Regions from separate parts of the Mus musculus genome. Here region 2 is linked to region 1. A link is a contact called in public HiChIP or PLAC-seq data. All regions are on one chromosome and are shown on one strand. The core of a region is the stretch at or near the end of the contact, and the rest is flanking DNA. Distances in the headings are between cores, read along the strand shown. Region 1 holds the start of Mgat4f (MGAT4 family, member F). Region 2 overlaps Gm46159 (a long non-coding RNA gene).

The links. HiChIP or PLAC-seq counts read pairs in DNA pulled down with a chosen protein or histone mark.
Region 2: an H3K27ac HiChIP or PLAC-seq map of embryonic stem cells shows a contact between it and region 1, with 10 read pairs. The contact joins the enhancer-like site here to the promoter of Mgat4f in region 1. A contact is called at or near these places in 3 of 39 promoter capture datasets (the HPC-7 cell line, neutrophils and pre-B cells), 3 of 484 Hi-C or Micro-C datasets (the HL-1 cell line, the HPC-7 cell line and bone marrow-derived macrophages), 3 of 115 datasets of contacts at active chromatin or transcription factors (all in embryonic stem cells) and 3 of 9 other capture datasets (adipose tissue, liver and macrophages).

Annotation. Positions count from the first base shown.
Region 1 is chr1:134,381,705-134,388,461 of GRCm38.p6, reverse strand. It overlaps Mgat4f (MGAT4 family, member F), which reads right to left and starts at 2,522. Exons shown (of 4, transcript NM_173771.4): 1 at 2,235-2,522; 2 at 457-587. The coding sequence starts at 2,244.
Region 2 is chr1:134,531,862-134,538,171 of GRCm38.p6, reverse strand. Gm46159 (a long non-coding RNA gene) reads right to left here. Exons shown (of 4, transcript XR_003948724.1): 4 at 5,563-5,600. Among named protein-coding and RNA genes, the nearest start is that of Gm46159, 7.1 kb to the right of the region's middle. Within about 2 kb of position 2,846, at least 8 of the 459 cell types and tissues checked have an H3K27ac peak or open chromatin away from gene starts, as enhancers often do. A contact at or near this core is called in embryonic stem cells, where this site is marked.

The DNA.
Region 1 (6,757 bases), core at 1,273-3,772:
CCTGCCTGCCAAGCCACTACCCACCTGGCATGGCCAAGCTAGCAAATGTGGTCTAACTGGGCTCAGGCCTCTGCTGGGTTCCGAAAGACAGAACCTGGCCCTGCCTTTACTCTTCCCCACACTGGGGAATGTTACTTCTGGTTTCTCATCTGAGAAAGGGCAGGAATATCATTTGTAGGTGCAGTGAAGAGGTAGCTTGTGTCCTGCTGGTCAGCACCTCCTCTATAGGTAGCTGTGTTTCACCCCCTCTCTAGGCCTGGACCTCCTGCTCCTCTTCCTGCCCTCCCCAAATCCCATTTCTCTCAAGCCAACTTAAAGGTAACGTCTTCTCTGACACTGACTGGATTCCTCAGCTGCTCTCCTTTAGGGTTCACGTGAGGAGCCTAGAGGCTTTCACACAAGTGGGACGACCCCTTTCCTGTGATGGGTGGAGAAGCCTCTATCCCTGGTCCTTACCAGCAATGTGTTATGTTGCTGCTTTACATGTGCTGCTGCGATATTGTCTTGAAGAAAGAACCCCAGGATGACTAGGGATGCCAGGACTCGGACGCACATCCACAGGCAGCCTCGCATGGCACCAGGAGCAGCTGTGGAAGGAACGCGAGCAGCAGCAGATCCTGAGGGCCTCCTCAGAGAGCAGGGGTGCTCTTCCGGCTGGCATGCCACATCCCGAGCCCACCCTTCCTGGACTGAGCTTTCCCAATGCCTGATTATTGTCTTAACCTTTTCCTCCCAATTTTTCTCCTGCCCCTGCTTGTAGCCATCTCAGGAAAGACAACCAACAAGGGCTTGACTCTGTGACGCTCCTGCTTTCTGTATGCTCCCAGGTGAACTGGAAGGGATATGTTGCCAAGAAGACAATATGGAGGCTGTAGAGATGACACAGTAGGTAATAGCTCTTGCTACCAGCCCCATCCCTGGGACCTGTATGGTGGAAGGAGAGAACCAATTCCATTCTGTGCATGTGGCCATATATGTCTATACACAGACTTAAACAAATCTGGGTGACATGTAACATGACAGACTTCCCTACACTATCCTGCGATGTGAATTCTGTTCCCAAAGATCTTTGTTTACTCCCCTGGGAGGAATGCCCTGAGTAAGATGTTCCCTCCCTCCTCAGCAATGCAGCTTATTGTGCCCAAGACATTTTGTAAATCCCAATTTCCTATGAGGCATTCTGGATCCTGAGCATATCTGTGATAGCAATGAGAAACACTCAGTATGTTTGTCTTTGTTTCTCTGTGAGCTATTTGAAATAAAAGTTTCACAGAATGCCAGGAAAGGCACTAGCTTAGAGTCCTCTACTGTAGTGGGTAGCCTAGTGCTGCTTATTCTACTACTAATTTGGGGTCCCCAAGACTGGCTGCCCCTAGAGAGAGTCTTCACGTAAGATGCTGAGTGACCCTGCCCCCAAGTTATTTCTGATTGGTAAATAAAGATGCCAACAGTCAATAGCTGGGCAGAAGAGACATAGGTAGAGTTTAGGGTTTTGGGCTTGGAGTCTGAGGAGGACCATGAGGGAAGAGAGTGCAGGTGGAGGAAGAAGCCACCATGGGTTATGTGAGCCATAAGAACAAGACCCTGAGGGCTGGCCAACTGAAGTTAAGAACAGCCCAGATGGAACATAGTAAGTAATGATTCGGGGTTATCGATAGGAAAGTAGATTCTAATAGCATGGAGGGTAGGTATTCACCCAGCTATTGTGCTGTTTAAGGCTAATTATAAATAAAAAGGTTGCGTATGTCTTTTGTCTGGGAACTTAAATAGCCAAGGCTGGGTAGAAACCTCAGGGCAGGATTTAAATAATTATTACTACAACACTAGTTCTGCTGACTCTCCAATTCAACTTCAATTCCTTGGCAAAGGCCACTGGCAGGTTGTGATAGATACTTCTTTTATATATATGTATAGGTATTTTACCTGCATGTAAGTCTGTGGACTACATATGTGTCTGGTGCATGCAGAGGCCAGAAGAGGGTGTTGAATCCTCTGGAACTGTAGTTATAGACCATATATACATATTGTGAGCCACTGGGTGGGTGCTGGGAATGAAACCTGGGTCCCTTGGAAGAACAGCCAGCTCTCCTAACCACTAAGCCTGTCTAGTTCCCATAATAATTTGTTTTTAATGAAGAGGAAATTTAGGGTTAAGTATTAAATTCAAACCAACATCTTCTGGTAGGGGGTTAGTGATACATGAATTAGATCTCATCTCTCAAACCCATACTTACTTTTGGGCATTTTCCTTTCTGGGATTTTGTTAGGTAGATAGACAAGGTTTTGAATAAATACAGAAGGACTTGGCGTGCTTTCTTCATTGTGAACTGCTAGGATCCATAGAAACCTGAAAGAAACCAGAAATTCCTAAACAGGACCACATCATCATTATGTTTTGAGTGCAATTTCCATAGAAGTCTTTCTGGCTAGTAGAAAATGCTGCTTGAAGCTTAACTGGAATAAGGATTTTCTCTGAAAACAAGAAGAAAACAACTTAATGTTGAGGGATGCAGTCCCAGAGTGGCTTCTCTGAAGCTGCTAAGGCTAGTCACCCCTCCCAGGAAGCCCCACCTGACAACCATTGTTCAGCTTGAATGGGGACCATGTGTCAACCAGCCTTACATCAAACACCTCCTTGATGAGGTGAGGAGGAAACATAGTTTCAAAACCAGCCTTCAGTCTTGCTACTTGAAATTTGAGTATTGCCTGCTAGTTTGAGTCAACAAGTATGAATTCTGAGTTGTCCCTTTTTTATCAAAGGGCGCATGGGCTATTCACTGCCATCTGTGTCTTCAGTTGCTGCTCTGTGCAGCCTGGGAGATCACCACAAAATTGTTCTCAAATATCCAGTTGTTTTTTGTGCTTAGAAGTGTCCAGTGGCCTTCTGAAGTCCCCCCCCACCTCCCCCCCCCCTTTTTAATCTGTTCTTTATCACTACTGAGATTGTATTTCCAGTAGCATTGTTCCTTCTCCCTGTTGGGAATCTGAATGAAAATGTCCTCTATAGGTTTGTGTTCAAGTACTTAGTCCCCTGTTGGTGGAACTGTTTGGGAAGGATCAGGGGGTGTGGCCTTGATGGAGGAGGTGTGTCACTGGGGGGTGGGCTTTGAGGTTTCAAAACACTGGTGCCATCCTCACTGTCTCTGCTTTGTGGCTGTGTCTCAAGATGTGAGCACACAGCTACTGCTCTGGTGCCATGCCTGGAAACCTGTTGCCATGCTCCCTACCATGATGGTCATGGACTCTAACCCTCTAAAATGATAAGCCATTTCAGTGGTAGGCCAACAAAGTCTTTCTTCTATCAGTTGCCTTGGTCATGGTGTCTTATGACAGCAATAGAGTGTTGGTGCCGGCCAGTGGTTCACATGTCCGGGTTCGAGCCTGGAAGGCATCTTGGAATCTGGAAGAAAAGAGGGAGCCTAGGCGGGTTGGGAAATAATGGAACCAAGACATGCTAGTCTGTTCAAGGTTCAAATTTTTAATGGCGGACATGCTTTATAAAAGAGGGGGGAAAGTCCATCCCCACCAATTCATTCTTGGAGCCTGGAACCAGCTGCAGGTGATGATGTGCAGGATAGGGCGTAGTTTCCAGAATAGCTGGGGGGGGGGGGCTCTCAGCTGGTAGCAGTATCTTGAAGAGGAACAGCAGCAGCAGCAGAACAATAGAGTGATCCAGGGAGGAAGGCTCCACCCTAGATAATCACCTTAGTGGCTGCAAGGTCAAGTTCTGGCTTAGCCTGCTTCAGGCTTATGGGAGACTACAATAGAGAAGTAGCTAAGACACTCCTTATCCTCCTCCTCTTCCCGGCGTCCTCTTCTACTTCATCCTCCTCTTCTCTTCCTCCTTTTCCTTTTCTTCTACCTCATCCTCTTCCTCTTCTCCTCCTGGTCTTCCTCAAAAGAATCATTTTTACCTTCAGTCTTATAATTCATCTCAAAATACTTTATATGTATGGAATGAAGTAGGTGCCGAAGTTCTTTTTTGTTTGTTTGTTTTTTTTAAACAACTGATATCCCATTCTTCCAGTACCACTGTGGAAAGACTCTTTTTAAATTCGTGTAAATACCTATTAACTGAGTATGTTTGTGTCTCTTTCAGTTTCCCTGAACTATTTGATATCTTTACTATTATACAGACTCTTTTTGCTCCTCCCTCTATGCTTGTCATGGTGGTTGGTTTCTCTGTATTTTTCTAACAGAAGTATAGGATGAATTTTTATATAGAAGACACTGTAAAGTTCTAAGCCTATTTATTTTCCATGGAGATGGCTGTATTAGTTATCTTACATGTTGCTGGAACAAAATTAGTTAACAAAGCAATTAAAGGAAGGGATTGTTGATTTTGGCTCACAGTTCAAGGGTAAATCAGAGTGGCAGAAGCTTCAGGTGGTCTTTGGGGCTGGCAAGATGGCTCAGCGTGCAAGAGCACTGACTACTCTTCCAAAGGTCCTGAGTTCAAATCCCAGCAACCACATGGTGGCTCACAACTACCTGTAATGAGATCTGATGCCCTCTTCTGGTGTGTCTTAAGTCAGCAATAGTGTACTTATGTATAATAATAAATAAATCTTTGGGCTGGAGCAAGCAGGGACTGAAGGAGCAGGGCTGACTGGAGCGAGTGGGCTGACCAGAGCAAGCAGAGGTCCTAAAAAAATTCAATTTCCAACAACCACATGGAGACTCACAACCATCTATACGCTACAGTGTACACATATACATTAAATAAATAAATAAATAAATAAATAAATAAATAAATCTTTTAAAAGAAAGAAGTTCGAGTTGGCCAGTCACCAAGTGGTGGCTTACACCTATCTAGAACTCCAGTTCCAGGAGACATGATGCACCATGAATGCTGCATATGGTGTATAGATATACACAGAGATAAAACACCCATACAAATATAAATAAATAATAAGTAGATAGATTAAGTAAATAAATAAAATTGATTGTGGGAATGACTGCACAGAGAAGAACCCAACAGAGGAAAACCCTGGAATTGATATACATATACAATCTGGCTTCCATATACATCCACACTCATCACAGGTACACGGGCACCTGCATGCACGAGTGCACAAAATACTTGAACAAGTACACATACCACACACATACACACAAAAACAAGAAAATCTAGGTTCTAATTGTGCACATTGGTGGAGCCCTGGGTTTAGAGCTCAGACTTCTTGGAATAAAGATTTCTTGGGAAAACAGGGTCTCTGCCTCTGCCTGCTTAAGGTCCCACAAATAAACTTATAATAAACTCCTCTCTAAAACTTAAACAAAAATATTTCATGGCTAAACTATAATAAGAATATTAATAAAATATTCAAAGTTACTCCTATTGGAAACATTCTTATTTCTGATAATCCTAAACATGAAGAAGTACAGTATAGTGTAGGAGCTACCAGAAACCATGTATGAAGGTCACAAATTCCAGGCCAATCTGGATAACTTAGTGAGCCCTTGTCTAAAATAAAAAGTAAAGCAAAACAGGGTGGGAGTGCTGGGATATAGATCAGTGGTAAGGGGCTTAACCAGCGTGTGCAGGAGGCCTTGCTTTCAATCCTTAGCAACGAATTAAAAAGACTAAAATACAAAAGAAAACAACCAAACCAAACCAGACACAGTAGTTCATGCCTATAATCCCAGCATTCAGAAGGCAGAAGTAGGTGGATCTTTGACTTCGAGGCCAGTCTGGCTACAAAGCAAGATTCAGGAGAGCCAGGGCTAAGCAGAAAAAATTCTGTCTCAAAAATTCAGAGAGGATGTTCTGCTAAAGCAAGCAAGTGAAAGGACACGCGATGAAAGATTCTTTGATAACAACAACAACGACGATTCTTTGATGAGGATGGTTATAAACTAAGATAATAATTGAGTGAGGGAAATGTTGGGATCAGGAATCGGTTTGGCAGATCTTCTCCAAACTCAAGAATGTCACACAGAGGCGACAGGGACCTGGGCGTCTGTTGCCATGGCAACCGCATACATTCCCAGAATCCACTTCCCATACTTACCTGCAAGCAGGTTACATCACAGCCTAAATAAAAGGCAGACCCTTCCTCACCTTCGACCCTTTTTCTCCTTGTCTTTCTCTCTTTCCCCTCTGTCTCTATCCTTCTCCCAGTAAACCTCTGCCACGAGGAACTACTTTGGCCGACATTCCAACACAACAGGAAATGCATGTGATGAGCTGAACAGATGCTGAGGTAAACATCTGATGAAGCTCGATAAAGCTCAACGCCTACTCTTGGCCTTCTGTGTTTCTTTCCTTCCTTTTCTAAGTTTTTTAGTTTTTTTTTTTTTCCTCTCTCCCCCCTTCCTCCCCCATTCTCTTTCCCCTGCATTTCTCTCCTTGAGACAGAGTCTTGCTACGGAGCCCGGAACTTGGGAGCCTCCTTCTGCTCCGGAGTGCTGTGTTTACAGAAGTATGCCGCATGCTTGGCTTCCGTGTCTGCTCCTCCTCTGCTCCTTGGTTGCCTGGGGATCCATCAAAGGGTGATAAAAGGAGACTCAACACACCCCTTCCTACACTAGACAGTGACTAGGAATCACCTCTGTGAGGAGTCGGCGGAATTTAAAAGAAGGTGAAGGGCAGGAAGCAGGGCAGGAAGCTTGAATCGCTTCCACGCAGAGTTTGTATGCATATTGTGGGGACCGGTTCTCATTCACACTCCCTTGAGGAGACAAGGAAGGGGACGGATGAATCAGGAATGCATATGTGAGGTGACCTTTGGTGGCTATTGGTGGTGGAAGAATC
Region 2 (6,310 bases), core at 1,597-4,096, 150 kb before region 1:
ACCCCTGTCCCCCTGAGCTAGAAAAGCCTTCATCACATCCAGTGCTGAGCCTTTGAACCTTAGTGGGAGGCAACCCATGTACACAAATAAAGTTTGCTTTAATTAATTTGGTCGTGGTAATTTGGGTCCGTCATCTTTTTCCTCCCATCTTTGGGATTAGCATCAATCCCTGCATCTTCCCTCAAGACTCCTCTTTGAGGGAACTCGTGGAACTTGGCCTATTTACCACATCACTTTAGGTTTGGGCTGTTCTGTGGACCAGTCAGCAAACCTATGCATGCTTCTCTCTATGTTAACCATAGAACAACCCCTGGCATTCTAAGTCTAGATGTGTGCTGTCTTCGACATATCACCACGGACACATTTCTGCAGCAGAACCCAGGGATACTTTACAAAATGGTTGCCATGGTGAGGTATCCCAATTAACATCCGTGTCAGACGCTGTGCTAAGCACTTCCAGTGCCTTCCTCGGCATAGCTCAGCCCAACAGGCTCTATTTATCTCCTTTTACCTTTGAGGTTTATAATTGAGGCCTGGAGTGAGTGAAACAGACATGCTCACACCACTATTAAGCTGTATGAACTTGGACAGGCTCCTGTCAGAGACCCAAGCTCCTTCCTGCTCCGCAGCCACACTCAGAATCCACTTTTTCTTTCAAGTCAGAGGCCAGACAGGTACAAAGTAGGTTGAAGTTATCTAGACCCAAGTCCAAGTCCAGGCAGCAGCTGGAAGGGTTGGAGCTTGTGCCTCTGTGATCATGCACAGACTCCCTCATAGGGATGAACTCTCACCTCCTTGGTAACTTTCACAGGATCCCCAGGAATGATAATGAACAAGAACCAGATGCAGGTCTGAGGATCTAAGACCTTCATAGTAGAGCGCTTATCCAACATGTATGTACAAGATCCTCCATTCAATCCCTAACATGGGGTAGGGGAACAGGATGCAGACAGTTACAGTGAATTCAAAGGAAGTGGCAGGAATTTGAGTCCATGGACTTGGGTTCAAGTTTGCTACCTTCAAGATGTTAGGGGACACATTTTTAAACTCTATTTCATGTTTGGGCCTGGAATGTCAGACAGAGGAATGATTTTTAGGGTACCCACCATCTGATCATACTGTTTCCTCAAATATCTGGAGCCCTAGGGCTGTGGTTTGCAACGCTAGCTGCTTCATTCAGGAAGGTTATAAAAAAACAAACTTGGACCTACTCTGGACCAGCTCCACAGAGGCTCAGGGTAAAACTGGAAACCATCAGTAGTTCTTAAAAGCTGTCCCTCTCGAGACTGGAGAGACAGTACAACAGTTAACAGCACATTTTGCTCTTGCAGAGGACCCAAATCTGATGCCCTCTTCTGATCTTGGAGGGCACTGTGCACCAGACACGCATGTGGTCCATGGGTACAAAGCCGCCCAGGGATTCTGGTATAGCCCACGATAATCACATCTTGATCCATTGCTCTGTTCTTTGTACCCTGGGAAGAGGAGGGAGTTAGGCAGCTTTCCATCAAGTTCTTGGCAGTGTTCCTTAGAGCTCAGGCTTATCAGTCCATGTCTGCCCTTACTGCCTATTGTCTTGTTGGCCCATGGGAAGCCTTGTGGTACATGGTCCACCAGGATGGCCACAATTCCATTGCCGTGTATGTATGTCATCAGGAGGAAGGCTTGAGGCAGCCATGCCTACCATCTCCACACTTGGGTGGATACTTTGAGACCAGCCTGAGCTATACAATGAAACCCTATCTCAAAAAAGAAAAGGAAGAGAAAACTTAATCATCTCTCAACAATCTTCAACCAGTGATAAAGTCAGGGAGGGAAATGACCAAATGAGACTCCCAAGCCAGCAAAGCCCATGGGAGGAAGGTGACAGCAGCCCTATTGCGCTGCCACTTGTACCTGGCTGGCTGGTGAGATCCTGGTTGCCTCCCGTGGGGTTCCACGGTCAGGTGGAGTCAATGCTGCTGCCATTATTTCCCAGTGCCCACTTCAAAGGAAGCTCAAGTTTTGATGTCTCCCGGCTCCCAGAGCTATTGAAAGGCTTAATGGGAGACTCCCTTGGTATGCAGCTCCTCCATGTACCAACCTATAATGGTGGGACTGTATCCAAGACAAAGAAGTCTATATCGTCCCTTCCTCATGACAGCAACACTGTCATGAGGCCTTCAGTATTTGTGTTTCTGGCTTATTTCACAAACTTTAAGCCTCTAAGCAGTAAATCTTCTGGTCTGTCCTAAGCTTCTAGTCTGTTCTAAGAACCCCAGGAGTGTGGCCTGCATTACCCTTGACATGATTCCCAACCCCTGGTGTGTAATTGCTTTCATCTGGGTCCTGTCTCCAAACTGTCCACCGAATGTTGGGATTCAGTAACTAACTTTCAAGTTCTGTGGTGGTTTGAATATGCTTAGCCCAGGGAGTGGCACTATTTGAAGGTGTGGCCTTGTTGGAGTGGGTGTGGCCTTATTGGAGGACGTGTGTCACTGTGGGGGGTAGACTTTTGAGATCCTCTTCTATCTGCCTTGAAGTTAGTCTTCCCCTAGTAACCTTCAGATCAAGATATAGAATTCTCGGTTCCATCTCCTGTGCCATGCCTGTGTGGATGCTGCCATGCTCCTACCTTGGTAATTGGTTGAACCTCTGAACCTGTAAGCCAGCCCCAAATGAAATGTTGTCCCTTATAAGAGTTGCCTTGGTCATGGTGTTTCTTCACAGCAATGGAAAACCCAACCAAGACAAGCTCCTTCCGTACCTTACCCTTCCCAGTTTTCAGGAACCAGCATAGTGTTGAGTGTGCTCCTACATCTAGCTAGTTGCCTGTTGCATAAAGCAGATACTAGGGAAGACAGCAGGCTAAAACAATTGGTGCTCTGACATCATGGAATCAAGACAAAAGAGCAATCCTGTCTTTTCTATGCCCCTACCTTTGGCATCCTGTGTATTTGAATACAGCACTCAAACAACACTTAAGGAACAGATTGCTCCACTCAATGGAATTCTTCTTCCCATACTTAACATTAGAAAAGGTTTTGAAGAAGCTACACCCTTACCTTCTAAAGTAGCCATTCTCAGTCTGTGGGGAGACACACCCACAGGGGTCTCATATCAGATCTCCTTTATATCAGATATTTACACTATGATTCGTAACAGGATCAAAATTACAGTTATAAAGTAGCAACAAAATAATTCTGTGGTTGGGCATCACCACAACATGAGAAACTGTATTAAAGGGTAGAAGCATCAGGAAGGTCGAGAACCAATGGGTTAGAGTCATATGAGAAGAGGGAACATCTTAAGGAAATTCTGCCAACCAAACTGGCCTGTGGGCAAGCCTGCGGGACATTCTATTGAATGACTGATGTGAGAGGGATTGGGGAGGTGCCACTCAGAGAGGGTAGTTCTGGGTGTACAAAAATTAGACTGAGAAGCCCCGAAGGAACAAGCCAGTGAATGTCCTTCCTCCACGGCTTCTGCTTCTGTTCCTACCTCCTGGTTCTTGCCCTGCTTGAGCTCCTGCCCTGACTTCCCTCAGTGATGGACTGTTCTGTGGAAGTACGAATGAAGTAAACTCTTCCCTCTGTGACCTGCTCATGGTCACAGTGTCTTATCATATGAAAAATAAGCCAAACTCAGACAAAAGAGAAAAAGGAAGAAAGGAAGGAAGGAAGGAAGGAAGGAAGGAAGGAAGGAAGGAAGGAAGGAAGGAAGGCCCTTAATCCCAATACTCAAGAGCAGAAACAGGTACATGTCTGTGAGTTAGAGGCCAAACAGGGCTACACAGAGAGATCCTGTCTCAGATGATTTTTTGCTTCTTGTTTGCCAGGGCTACAGTAATAAAGTAACAAACTTAAGACAGAACTCATGGCTGAAGGCTCCTAGGTCAGAGTGTCAGCAGGGCTGGCTTGTGGGGTGCAGTTCTGAGCCTCTGTCCCTAGCATACCTCCAGCCTTCCCTGGACATGAAAGAACCTAGTGGGGAAACCCCCACTCAATTTTCATTCGGCGCACACCCAAGAATCACGAACAGACGACCATCTTGATGTAAAAGCATGAGGTAGTTTAATGACGGAGCTCTGGGCCGACACTATGTAGTCGCCCACAGGAGACAGAGGTGTTGACCACATGGTGGAGCCATAATGGCGGAGCTCCGGTTCGAAACGTATCTCACACAGGAGACAGTGGTTTTGACCCAGAGGCTTGGAAGCTAGGGACTTTTATAGAAAAGGGGTGGGGCTGGGGGAGGAATTGGCACGGTTTTACATGATTGGTCCATTTAAACATCGACTGTCAGAAGGGCGGGAGATAGGGAGGCACTAGGCCAGTCAGGACATGTGATGACGGGCCTGCCCAGGCATGTCCTGGCCTGTTCTGCTATGTTCTTAGCCCCAGGTTTCAAAGCTCACAAACAACTCTTTGGGCTATTTGACATAAATTACATGAATCACATGTCTCAAGTTTTATTTCCTTTCAGACACACTCCCTGTGTGCACATCAGATCCATGTTCTTCCCCTCCCCTTTAAAAGAGAAGATGCTTTCTTCATTTAAAAAAAAAAAAAGATTTATTTTATGTATATGAGTACATTGTCACTGTCTGCAGACACACCAGAAGAGGGCATTGGATCCCATTACAGATGGTTGTGAGCCACCATGTGGTTGCTGGGAATTGAACTCAGGACCGCTGAAAGAGTAGGCAGTGCCCTTGAGCACTGAGCCATCTCTCCAGCCCCTCTTCCTTCATTTAAAAATATATTTCATTACACTTATCTATGTACTTAGGGTACACACCCGCCATGGCAGGGTGGTGGAGGTCAAAGAACAACTTGCTGGAGTTGGTTCTCTTCTTCCTACATGTGGGTCTCAAGAACTGAACTCAGATCAGCTTGACAGTCTTTAACTACTGAGCCTTCTTACCAGCCCTCAACCTTATAACTAAATAATTGTGAGGCAGTGTCTCAAAATATATCCCTAACTGTCCTGGAACTATGTGGACCAGGCTAGCCTAGAGCTCACAGAAATTGGCCTGTCTTTGCCTCCTGACTACTGAGAATACAGGTGTGTGCCACTGCACAAACCTGGCTAAAAACATTGTTTATACTACACTGTGTGTGTGTTCTCTTCTCCCACCAGATCTCAGGAGTCAAACCCAGGTCATCTCTCTTGGCAACAAGCATCTTTACCCGATGAGTGATCTTGTTGCCTCCTCTGCCCTTTTTTAGATAAGGTCTCATGTAGCTAAGGCTGCCCTCAATTTACTGTGTAGACCAGGATAGGATAACCTTGTACTTCTGATTCTCCTGCCTCTACCTCCAGAGTGCTGAGGTTACAGGTGTGTGCCACACGAATCAACTGAATCACATCCCCAGCCCAATTTGTCACTTTAAAAGGATGCTGGTTGTTTGCCTCCTGACCCAACAGTTCCTCTTTTTTTTTTTTTTTTTTTTTTTTTTTGGTTTTTCAAGACAGGGTTTCTATGTGTAGCCCTGGCTGTCCTGGAACTCACTCTGTAGACCAGGCTGGCCTCGAACTCAGAAATTCGCCTGCCTCTGCCTCCCAAGTGCTGGGATTAAAGGCGTGTGCCACCACGTCCAGCCAGTTCCTCATTTTTACTAAAAAAAAAAAAAAATATGTTATTTTTAGTTATATGTACGAGTGGGTGTTATATGTGCATGTAAGTGTGGGTGCCCATGGAGGCCAGAGGAACTGAAGTTATGGGCGATTGTAAACATCCCAACATGGGTGCTGGGAACTAAACTTGGATCCTCTAGAAGGGCTGCAAGTGTTCTTTTCCAGGTCATTCATCTTTTAAAATAGCTGCAAGGACCTCATTGTCACTGAAAACAAACTCTGAGGTGCTAGGGCTTAGGGCTTCCGCAGGTGATTTGGGAAGACACAACTTTTTAAATAACTTGTATTTTATGTGCATTGGTGTTTTTCACTGACTGTCTATCTGTGTGAGGGTGTCAGATCCCCTGGAATGGGAGCTACAGACAGTTGTAAGCTTCCATGTGGGTGCTGGAAATTGAACCCCAGTCCTCTGGAAGAACAGCCAGTGCTCTTAATCACTGAACTATCTCTCCAACCTGGAAGAACCCAATTTAATCCATGATACTTCCCAGTGACTCTGGGGTCTTTCTTTTTGTGGTTGCTGGGATTTGAACTCAGAACCTCTGGAAGAGCAGCCAGTACTCTTAACCACTGAGCCATCTCTCTAGCCCGGTCTTTCTCTTTGTGTGTGTGTGTGTGTGTGTGTGTGTGTGAGAGAGAGAGAGAGAGAGAGAGAGAGAGAGAGAGAGAGAGAGAGAGAGAGAGAGAGAAA